Linked DNA regions of Mus musculus: region 2 is linked to region 1. The links are chromatin contacts, called in public Micro-C maps. All regions are on one chromosome and are shown on one strand. Each heading gives the region's core, a stretch centred on a gene start, on an enhancer-like site or on the middle of the called end of the contact. The rest is flanking DNA. Distances are from core to core; before and after follow the strand shown. Region 1 holds the start of Flot2 (flotillin 2). Region 2 holds the start of Unc119 (unc-119 lipid binding chaperone).

What was found. A called contact is a pair of places that touch in the nucleus more often than the background predicts.
Region 2: a contact with region 1 is called in a Micro-C map of B cells, with 4 times the contacts expected there. The contact joins the promoter of Unc119 here to the promoter of Flot2 in region 1. A contact is called at or near these places in 8 of 39 promoter capture datasets (the HPC-7 cell line, cranial neural crest, embryonic stem cells and 4 more), 2 of 484 Hi-C or Micro-C datasets (B cells and embryonic stem cells) and 3 of 9 other capture datasets (adipose tissue, liver and pancreatic islet).

Annotation. Positions count from the first base shown.
Region 1 is chr11:78,035,155-78,039,896 of GRCm38.p6, forward strand. Flot2 (flotillin 2) reads left to right here and starts at 2,777. Exons shown (of 11, transcript NM_001040403.2): 1 at 2,777-2,958. The coding sequence starts at 2,910. It overlaps Dhrs13 (dehydrogenase/reductase (SDR family) member 13), which reads left to right. Exons shown (of 5, transcript NM_183286.2): 5 at 1,708-2,710. The coding sequence ends at 2,156.
Region 2 is chr11:78,341,022-78,345,763 of GRCm38.p6, forward strand. It overlaps Unc119 (unc-119 lipid binding chaperone), which reads left to right and starts at 2,474. Exons shown (of 5, transcript NM_011676.3): 1 at 2,474-2,765. The coding sequence starts at 2,546. Pigs (phosphatidylinositol glycan anchor biosynthesis, class S) reads left to right here. Exons shown (of 12, transcript NM_201406.1): 11 at 204-414; 12 at 713-1,755. The coding sequence ends at 988.

The sequences.
Region 1 (4,742 bases), core at 1,527-4,026:
GTGGTGGCAGTGCCCACAGACGTAAGATTCTCCTAGCACTGGTGTTACGGATGGTTGTGACCTTCCTTCCATGTGGGTGCTAAGAACCAACCTAGGGGCTGGAGAGATGGCTCAGCGGTTAAGAGCACTGACTGCTCTTCCAGAGGTCCTGAGTTCAGTTCCCAGTAGCCACATGGTGGCTCACAACCATCTGTAATGGGGTCTGATGCCCTCTTCTGGTGTGTTTGAAAATAGCTACAGTGCACTCATATGAATAAAAAAATAAATAAAATCTTTAAAACCAAAAACCCAGGTCCTCTACAAGAGCAGCGAGTACTCTTAACCACTGAGCCATCTGGTTGTTCTAGCTGTTTGTTGGCATTTTATTTTGTTCTGTTTTTTGTTTTAGTTTTGATGGGGGAGGGGGGTGGTTGAGACAGTTTTCTGGAATTCTGGGTAGCTCAGTCAAGCCTCAAATTCACCCCAAACTTCTTGCCTCATATTTAGATTTCCCATATAAGCCACCACACCAAGCTAAGATTGGGTTTGGTCCCCAACACCACTGAAAAGACAAGTCAGGGCGGTGGTGATGATAAGTACGGTGCCATCCAGTCAAGGATCCCTTTCTTTATGGAACCTACTATACAGTAGGCATGATTTATGTGCTGGGACAAAAGTAGTGAGGCCGCCTTGGTCTGTAAGACCCCGTCTCTCTGAGAGAAGACAAAGCAAACACCAAGGACCTCGCCCTCATATCCCATGACAAGTGGCGATAACATCCGGAGAGAGACACTAGGGAAAGATAAACAGGAAAAGAGGGACCTTCTCAGATGTAACGTTTTTATTTTGTCAGTGGCTGTCAAGGAAGACACTTGGTTAGAATTGAACACAGATCTGAAAGAGATAAAGGGATCTTTGAAGCTCAGAACTTGAATAAGGAGCACAGAGGCAGGTGTTGCTAATGTGCTGCAGGAGGCTGGTGTGCCTAGAACGGAGGAGGAGGAGACATGGGCTGGTGAATCATCTTTGTCCTTAGACAATAGGCTACAATAGACAGGGCTCGCCTAGATCATCGTACTAACATCTTAGAAAACCGTTGTTTGGGGCTTCTTTGTAATCGCACTGATAATAATGCTATTAACCTTTATTAAGCTCTTGTTACAATTACAGATCCCCAGTGTTAAAAAAAAAAAACGGTGGCTGATATACTATAGGTTCTTAAAAATGATGGCTAAACAAAGGAATGGGGCTCAAGATAGATGAAAAGCTGGTATGAATTAGGCACTGTGGTACCCCCAGTGGGAAGCTGAGGCAGGTGTATTGCTGCCAGTTCGAGGTTAGACTGAATTTACAGAGGCGTGAGACTCTTTCTCAGAAAGAAAGGAAAGGACCAGGGATGTAGCTCAGTTGATAGAGTACTAGACAGCAGGTACACAGCCCTGGGTTCAAGTCACTAGCACCAAAAGCGGGGACAATAGCGATTAAACAGCAAAGAACATAGAACACACATAAGCACAGCCTAGGAGATGGGACTATACAGGCCGTTAGGCTGGTAGGAAGGCTTTCTGTAGGAAATGGGTTAAATCACCTTGTGGGGCCCCTGAATACCTGGTAGACACTTTCCCTGGAAGCAGATTCTACCGTCTGATCCTAGCTGGTTTTTTTCCCTGCCTGATGCCTGGGCCCCCATTGCCTTCCTCCACAAATCCTCTTTCTTCCTGCCCACAGGACCTGTGAACTCGGAGCTCTTCCTGCGTCATCTTCCTGGATGGCTGCGTCCTATTTTGCGCCCACTGGCTTGGCTGGTGCTCCGGGCACCTCAAGGGGGTGCCCAGACACCCCTGTACTGCGCTCTGCAGGAGGGCATTGAGCCCCTCAGCGGGAGATATTTTGCCAACTGCCACGTGGAGGAGGTCTCCCCAGCTGCTAGAGATGACCAGGCTGCTCAAAGGCTATGGAAAGCTACCAAGAAGTTGGCAGGGCTTGCACCTGGAGACGATGATGATGACCCTGATGAAGAGCCGGAACCTGAGGATCCCAGGGCCCCATCTTCTCAGAGCGCCCCCAGCCCTGAGAAAACCACAGTTTCTGGACCTTCTCATAGCTATCAGGGCTCGCAAGACTTATCCAAATTGACACAGCGAAGAATTCAGGTGAAGGATGAACCTACACCCTAACTTTCCTAACCCCCGGGATAGAATGCTTTTGTAGCCCAGTGGGATCCCTCAAAAATCTCAGTTGTGTGCCTGGGCACTGAAGGGTTGCCACATTTACCTCGGAACCTCTTGTCATGTCCTGAACAGCCCTTTTCCTTGTGAAAGGAAATGAATACTACTTCCTAAGAGACACTGTAACCCCAGATTCAGGGATGATATATGAGATACTGTGTTGCTCTGGAATTTGATTTTCAGATTTCTGAGCCCTTCCCTGAGTAGTGATCTGCCCAGGGAAAGGGCCGGAGACTTTGTGGTTGATGCACTGCAGATGTTAAACATTAATTACTGACTGAATTCAGCCCTTGGCAACTTTCTAGCTAGGTAGTGAATTTACCCCCATTTTTATGGAGGCGGAATTGGGAAAGGACTAAGTCAGGGCAGGAACTGGGGTTTTGAGCCCGGGAGTCTGCCCTAGGGCCGGTGCCCGAGGTGACGCAGTAGTAACTGTGATACAACTGAGGTGCCCCAAAGGTGCTACAGGGCCAAACCCCCTGGAATAAAGCGAGCTGACTGTGGATGCTCTGGCTCCCGCCTCTTTCCACATGCCGGCCCCGCCCTCCGCCGCTACACTTCCGGCGGGGCCGCGGCCGCAGAGGGGCGCAGGCGGGCGGGGCTGGGGGAGGCGGGATAGGCTGGGCGCGGCCGGCGCTGCGGACCCGCCACAGCCCTCCCGGTCGCTGCGGACCCAAGGCCTGCTGGCCTGCCAACGGCGCCATGGGCAACTGCCACACGGTGGGCCCCAACGAGGCGCTGGTGGTCTCAGGTGAGGAGAAGGCGAGGGGTGGGAAAGGGCCGGCGTGGGGTGCGGGTCCCTCGGACGCACCTGAGCCAGCCCTCCGGAGAGCGGTCCTCCCTCCCACAGCACGGCCTCAGGCGCTGACCCTTCCTCTGCTCCATGGTGGGTTTAGGGGTTTCTAAGGTTTGTGGGTTCCAGTGCTGGGACTCGCAGCTCTGGAAGGCAGGTGCCTGTCCGGGAGGGGCCTGAGGCACGGGTCCCTCTTTTCCGGGTGAGGCAGACCCGTTAATTCCGAGCAGGCTAGGGCTTGCCAGGAATTACTGCCATCACCCGCCCTGCAAACGCGGGTGCGGCCTCTACAGTTGGGTAACCCGGCTGTGGCCTGTACCGCTCTAGATTACAAAATGCAGCAAGCTCTAGATTTGACCAGATGGGGCTTTGGGGGGACGGTAGCGTAGGAAGCCTTATAGCTGATATTTCTTTTAGGTGGTGTATTTGGAATGTCATAGGAGGTAGCTCAAGGCACCAAGGACCCTGTTGCATGCAAGCTCGCAACTGTAACCTCTTCCCAGCATCAGCACTGATTTTCAGCCTGTGTGCAGAATTCACAAGGCTGGCTGCCAAAAGGGGAGGTAGAAGCCCCGAGCCAAGGCTTATAGATGCCATTCTTGGGGAGATATAATAAATCCACTGGGCCCCAAACATAGCTCTCAGCGTTGTTGTTTGGATTTCAAAATCAATCCCTTTCCTGAGACATCCTCACAGTCTGTAACCAGGACCCTACTAAAGCGAGAGACATATGATCTTGTTGAAGACCAGGAGTCTTGGCTGGAGTCAGAAGGAAAAGCACAGAGGCTAACTTTTGGCATCCTAAAGCCCAGTCTTGTCTCCCTCCTCATCCATACCTAAAGATGGCTTTTGGAGCCACATAATGGTTTGAGTAGGCTTGAATTTCCAGTTTGTTTTGTTGGGGGGTGGGGAGGCTTAGTGTTTTTGTTTGTTTGTTTGTTTGTTTGTTTGAGGTTTATCTTTTTAGGTTAAATTTTTTTTAAGTTGTATGTGTGCGTGTGTCAGTGCCTTGTCTGCCTATCTGTCTGGACATGCACAGGTGAGTACAGGTACCTGAAAAGGCCTCACAGGTGTTGAAATATCTTGGAGCTGGAGTTACAGATGGTTGTGAGCCATTTGACGTGGGCACTAGGAAATGAATATGTGCCCTTAACTGTTGAACAACCTCTGTGTTTGTTTTGAAAGAGAGGTTTGACTTGGTACCCCCCGATGATGCGATTACAGGCATTCAGTCACCACACCCAGCTTGTTGATTCTGTGTGAGTGTGCTTATGGTGCTAGGAATCAAACCCTGGGGACTCACCTGATGCCAGTCAGGCAGTATGCCACACTCCTCGGGCATAGGAGGGTATTAGACACCAGAATCTGGGGCTAAGCAGAAGGCTCAGTAGACAAAGGAGACTGACACCAAGCCTGATGACCTGAGGATGGAATCCCCAGGGCTCATACGTTGGAGGAAAGGAACAAACTAATTCAAGAAGCCTGTACACACATGTACACACACACACACACACACACACAAACACATACAATAAACATTACTTTTTTCCTCTGGGTGTGGCTGCGCATGCCTTTAATTCCTGCACAAGGAAGGCAGAGTCAGACAGGTCTTTGAGAGTTCCAGGACAGCCAGGGCTATGTATATACACCCTGTCCGAAAAAAAAAATTTTAATAACTAAATTAAAGTCTGGGGCTGGAGAAATGGCACCATTAAGAGCACTCACTGCAGCCGGGTGTGGTG
Region 2 (4,742 bases), core at 1,224-3,723, 310 kb after region 1:
GGGCTCCCAGAAACACTTCAACCACAGCTCCTTCTTCAGAGATCTTGGAACTCCAGCATGAAAATGGGGAAGCCTTGGTCAAGGCGGGTTTTGGACCTGCGTCATTTGCTGCTCATCTCTCTGCTCCCTCACTCCCCACCCCCACTCAGTAAAACTGAGAACACCTGTCTGCAGCGACCTTGGTCTTCCTGTGCCCCCCACAGGCTGCTCTTTGGAATTGCTCAGCCCCAGGTGCCTCCCAAATGCCTGCTCTCAGGACCAAAGAGTGAAGGACTCATGACCTGGGAGCTGGACCGATTGCTCTGGGCTCGCTCCGTGGAGAACCTGGCCACGGCCACCACCACCCTCACCTCCCTGGCCCAGCTTCTGGGGAAGATCAGCAACATTGTCATCAAGGATGATGTGGCTTCTGAGGTAAATGTGCCAGGAAGGGGTGGGCCAGGGTGTGTGGGGGCATGCCATCCTTAAATAAATATCTCAGGCTTCCTCTGGAAGCCATTCCAGCTCCTAGTGGGAGTCTAGGTGGGGACAAATGAAAGTTTCAAGCTGCCCCTCAGAAAATAAACAACAGCTGTGTCTTGTTTTGTTTTTTAAACTAACTTCCACACACCTCTGTGGACTCTAGGAAACTTCAGAGGGTACTAAAAGGCCAGGCCCTTCTCCCTGCCCCACGTCTAGGACATACTGCTAACCCCATCCCTCACCCTCCTAGGTATATAGGGCTGTGGCTGCCGTCCAGAAGGCAGCAAAGGCCTTAGCCCTTGGGCACCTGTCGTCCGCCTTTGCTGCCAGCCAGGAAGCCGTGACCTCCTCCGAGCGCGCCTTTTTTGACCCCTCCCTCCTCCACCTCTTGTATTTCCCCGACGACCAGAAGTTTGCTATCTACATTCCCCTCTTCCTGCCCATGGCTGTGCCCATCCTCCTGTCCCTGGTTAAGATCTTTCAGGAAACTCGCAAGTCCTGGAAAAAGCCTGAGAAGATAGACTGATCCGGGCAGCATGTCAGAGGGAGCCCTCCTCTCTAGCCACGCTGGGAGGGTGTTGGGCCAAGAGACCAAGGCAAGGTCTGCTGGTGATGACATGTCTTCACTCTCGCCCGTGGGCTCTCTACGGATGGCACTCCACGATGGGCTCCCTTCCCCTCCTAGTCCACTGGCTTGCTCCTCCATGCCTACAAGCCTCAGAAGGTACCCTTCCTGATCTCCATATCTGGCTCGAACTTGAAAGCCTTTGTGTGCCTACCTCTGGACAGGGGTACTTTGTCCTTGCAGCCTGTCAGCACAGCATACAAACGCACTGAGAGGTGAATTTAGGGGAGTACTTGAGTTGAATTGTAGCCCTGTCCTCTCCACTTCTGAGACCACCTCCCTCCTTCCTCAGCTTCTTGACTGGCGTCACCCACTGGGGACAGCCTGGTCTAGGAGGCAGTGGCTTAGGATCTTCTACCTTGTGGCTAAGGTTCCCCTCTACCCTTTCAGAGAGGTAGTGTGGAACAGGAGAAAACATTTCTGACTTGGAACCCAACAGGCCTGAATCAGACTCCGGCTTCTGCACTTAACAGACTAGAGAGCATCAGCTAAGCCGCTCCTCGCTCCTCACCTGAGCCTCAGGTTTCCATTGGTGGGAAAGCACTGATGATGTCACCCTCAGAAAGGGGCTGGATTAAATGTGATAAGCCTGTAAAAGTGTTCTGTATATTGGGCTCTTTAAAAACATACATTAGACTGTTATTAAACGTTGGTTGAATATGAGTTGATATGGATGACCATAACTCGTTCTTGTGTGAGAAGCAGACTGACCTGTTCTAGCTCACCATGTGTTCTTCCTGCCTCCCGTCCTGAGCATCCTGGGGACGGCTCGACACCTGGGCTGTGCTGCCTGCATGTTGTAGGGTGCCTGCGGATTGTAGGGTGCCTGAAGCAGCTTTTAGCAGGAGTTCTAGTGGGGAGTAGCTTGAGCCAGTGACAGCCCTGGGATAGCAACTCAATTCAACAAAGGAAAATACTGGGTGGGTACTGGCTGCAAGGAGCTGTGTGGTAGTGCTAGGGTGTTACGAGGAACAGTGTATAGAGCATCTCTGCTTTCATAGAGCTGACCTTTGAGGAGGAAGGGTCAGGGAACAAGCAAGAATTTCACTTAATGTATTACAAAAAAAAAAGGGCTGGTTAGCTGGAAATTGAGAAGAAGTACTTTAGAACTGGGTGGGTTGAGACCTGGGCTGAAGTCAGGACAAAGGTATCAGGGAAAGACCTTGAGGTTGGAACCCAGGAGAGAAAGAGGAGAGGTATTCGGTAACTACATTGTCAAAAAGAATCTACATTGTCAAAAAGTTCACAAGGACCCCCAGGATTCTGGCTCCCCCGCTGGAGACGCCAGGCGGTGGGCGGGGTATGTGTGACCCGCCTCCCGTGGGCGTGACCAAGGCGGGACGGCACCTGGGGCCCGGCCGGGGGTGGGGCGGCGGACGCTCCCCCTTCCCCTGGCTCCAGCCGGCGCAAGCAGCGGCGGCGGTGGCAGCGGGCGAGGATCTGCGGCCCCGCGAGGCCATGAAGGTGAAGAAAGGCGGCGGCGGGACCGGGTCGGGGGCGGAGCCCGTTCCAGGGGCCTCGAACCGGAGCGCGGAGCCCACGCGGGAGCCTGGGGCGGAAGCTGAGTCCGGGTCCGAGTCGGAGCCGGAGCCAGGCCCGGGGCCCAGGCTGGGGCCGCTGCAGGGCAAGCAGCCCATCGGGCCGGAGGATGTGCTGGGGCTGCAGCGGATCACGGGTGGTGAGCACCGGCGAGGGAGCGCCACCCGCGGGCTGGAGGGAGAGCGCGGGAGGGGGCCCACGAGGCTCAGAGTCCAGCCCCCACCCCTCCCCCACGCAGTGCCCCTCCTCTGTATCCCCTTACTCTCTCTCTCTTTGCCTCCAAGCCTGAAATCTCTGTGCTCTTTCCCTTGGTCTCTTGATGCGCCCCCTCCTCTCCTTGAAGTGGCTTCTTTTCACCCCACTCCTTCTTTTTCAAGGGGCCCACCCCTTTTCCCATGGTGGAGGTGGGGCAGCAGCTGCATCTGTAACCCTTTCCCCAGTGGAGTCTTCGGAACCCTTTGAGGGTGCTCGCACAGAGGAGTGTGCCTCATTGCAGGCTGTCTTCAGTGGCCACATCAGGCTAGGTGGAGGCAAGGAAAACCTTCAGGCTCCCTGACCGACCGTTATAGCCCTCACTCTGCTTCCCCGAGGAAGGCTGAGGCCATACTCTGCCCAGGAACATTGCTGATACGGGTGCTTCCGTCTGTTGGCTGTGGGCCCTGTGATGGAAGCAAGTGCGTGACCCCCCTCCCCCCAAGTCAGGACTTGTTCTTTTTCCAGGGCTCTCTCATCAAGGGAAGGCTAGTCTCCACTGAAACTGAGTTTCTGAGCTGTGCTACCTGGATTAGAGTCCCAGAGTTTGCCCGGAAATTGGCTGTGTGACCTTGGGGATGTAATTTCATTTGCAGGAGCATGTTTGCTTTTTTTTTTTTTTTTTTTTTTTTTTCCCATCTGTAAAATGGGAACAAGAACAATGTTACCTCCCTCAAGGTTATTGTGAAAAATAAAGCCAGTCTTCTGATTTTGGACAATGTTTGGCATGCTGTGCACGCTGTCAACAGGGTTCCTTTATCAACAGTGTTGGAAGCTACATAGGACTGTTCAGAGTGGCTGCCTGCAGGCAGATAAGTGATCGTTCAGGGCCAAGGCAGGCACCGCTACAGACAGTGCACAAGGACTAGAGAGTCTTCTGGCAAAAGGTTGGCTGAGCCTTGAGGAATGGAAGGTATTTGGAGAGACAGTGGCGGGTTGCCTTGGAATGGGTAGGTCACCAGCAACCTGCTCCGGCTCCACTTGTGAGCTTAGACTTCCCTTCTCTGGGATGGACACGGGTGCTAGTGTGGAAATAAACCCGCTAGCCTCAGGAGCAGCAGAGCCCAGGGCTCCCAGACAGCTGTGGAGGGGACCAGGATGACAGGCCTGAGCTTGTGCATCTGGGTCCCCAGGGGCCTCCCTCCTCCTTCCAGGGCTAGACAGCGGCATTCTTGGCTAGACTTCCCCAGCACTTGCTTCCTTGGCCAGGCAGCCCTCAGTGGAGGGAGGGGCCTTGACCAGGCTGATGTGGAAGCCCGTGGGCTGCTGCCTTTTGCAACAGGAGACCTTACAGCTTAGCTTGGCCCTGTGCGTTGGAGGGCAGGTTCACTGGCCTCTGGCCTGGATAACTGGAGGCTTATTTTGCAATGGAGGAAGCTTCCAGGTGAAGTCACAGCATGTGTCTCCCAGTCTGGAGGAAATGGCATAGCATGTGGAGGATGAGTTAAGACAAGTGCCTCTTTAAGAGCCCTTTTCTGTGCAGGATTTGAAAACAGGGTTCCAGGCCTCTCCACCTTGCCTGCATCTTGTGACCCTAATCACACAGGGCTGAGGTTTGCTGTTTCTGGATTACCAGGCCTTGAATCCAGATTAGGAAGCTATTTCTGTCCACAAGGACGAGAGCAGGTGGGTTCTGAGCCACTCTGCTCATTACTCTGGCCTGACCTTGGGTCCTAGGCCTCGTCTTTTTCTTGGCTGAGGAGAGGAAGTGGCTGCCTTCCTAGGCAGCCCCTGATCCTCGCTCCTTGTAAGGGCAGAGAGGCCCACAAGTTGAGTTTGCAGTGTAAGAGACTGAGTGCAGAGTGTGAGAAATCCTTCCCAGTGAGAGGAGAGGGTTCCAGGCTGGGCCTGCTGTAAGAAAGGA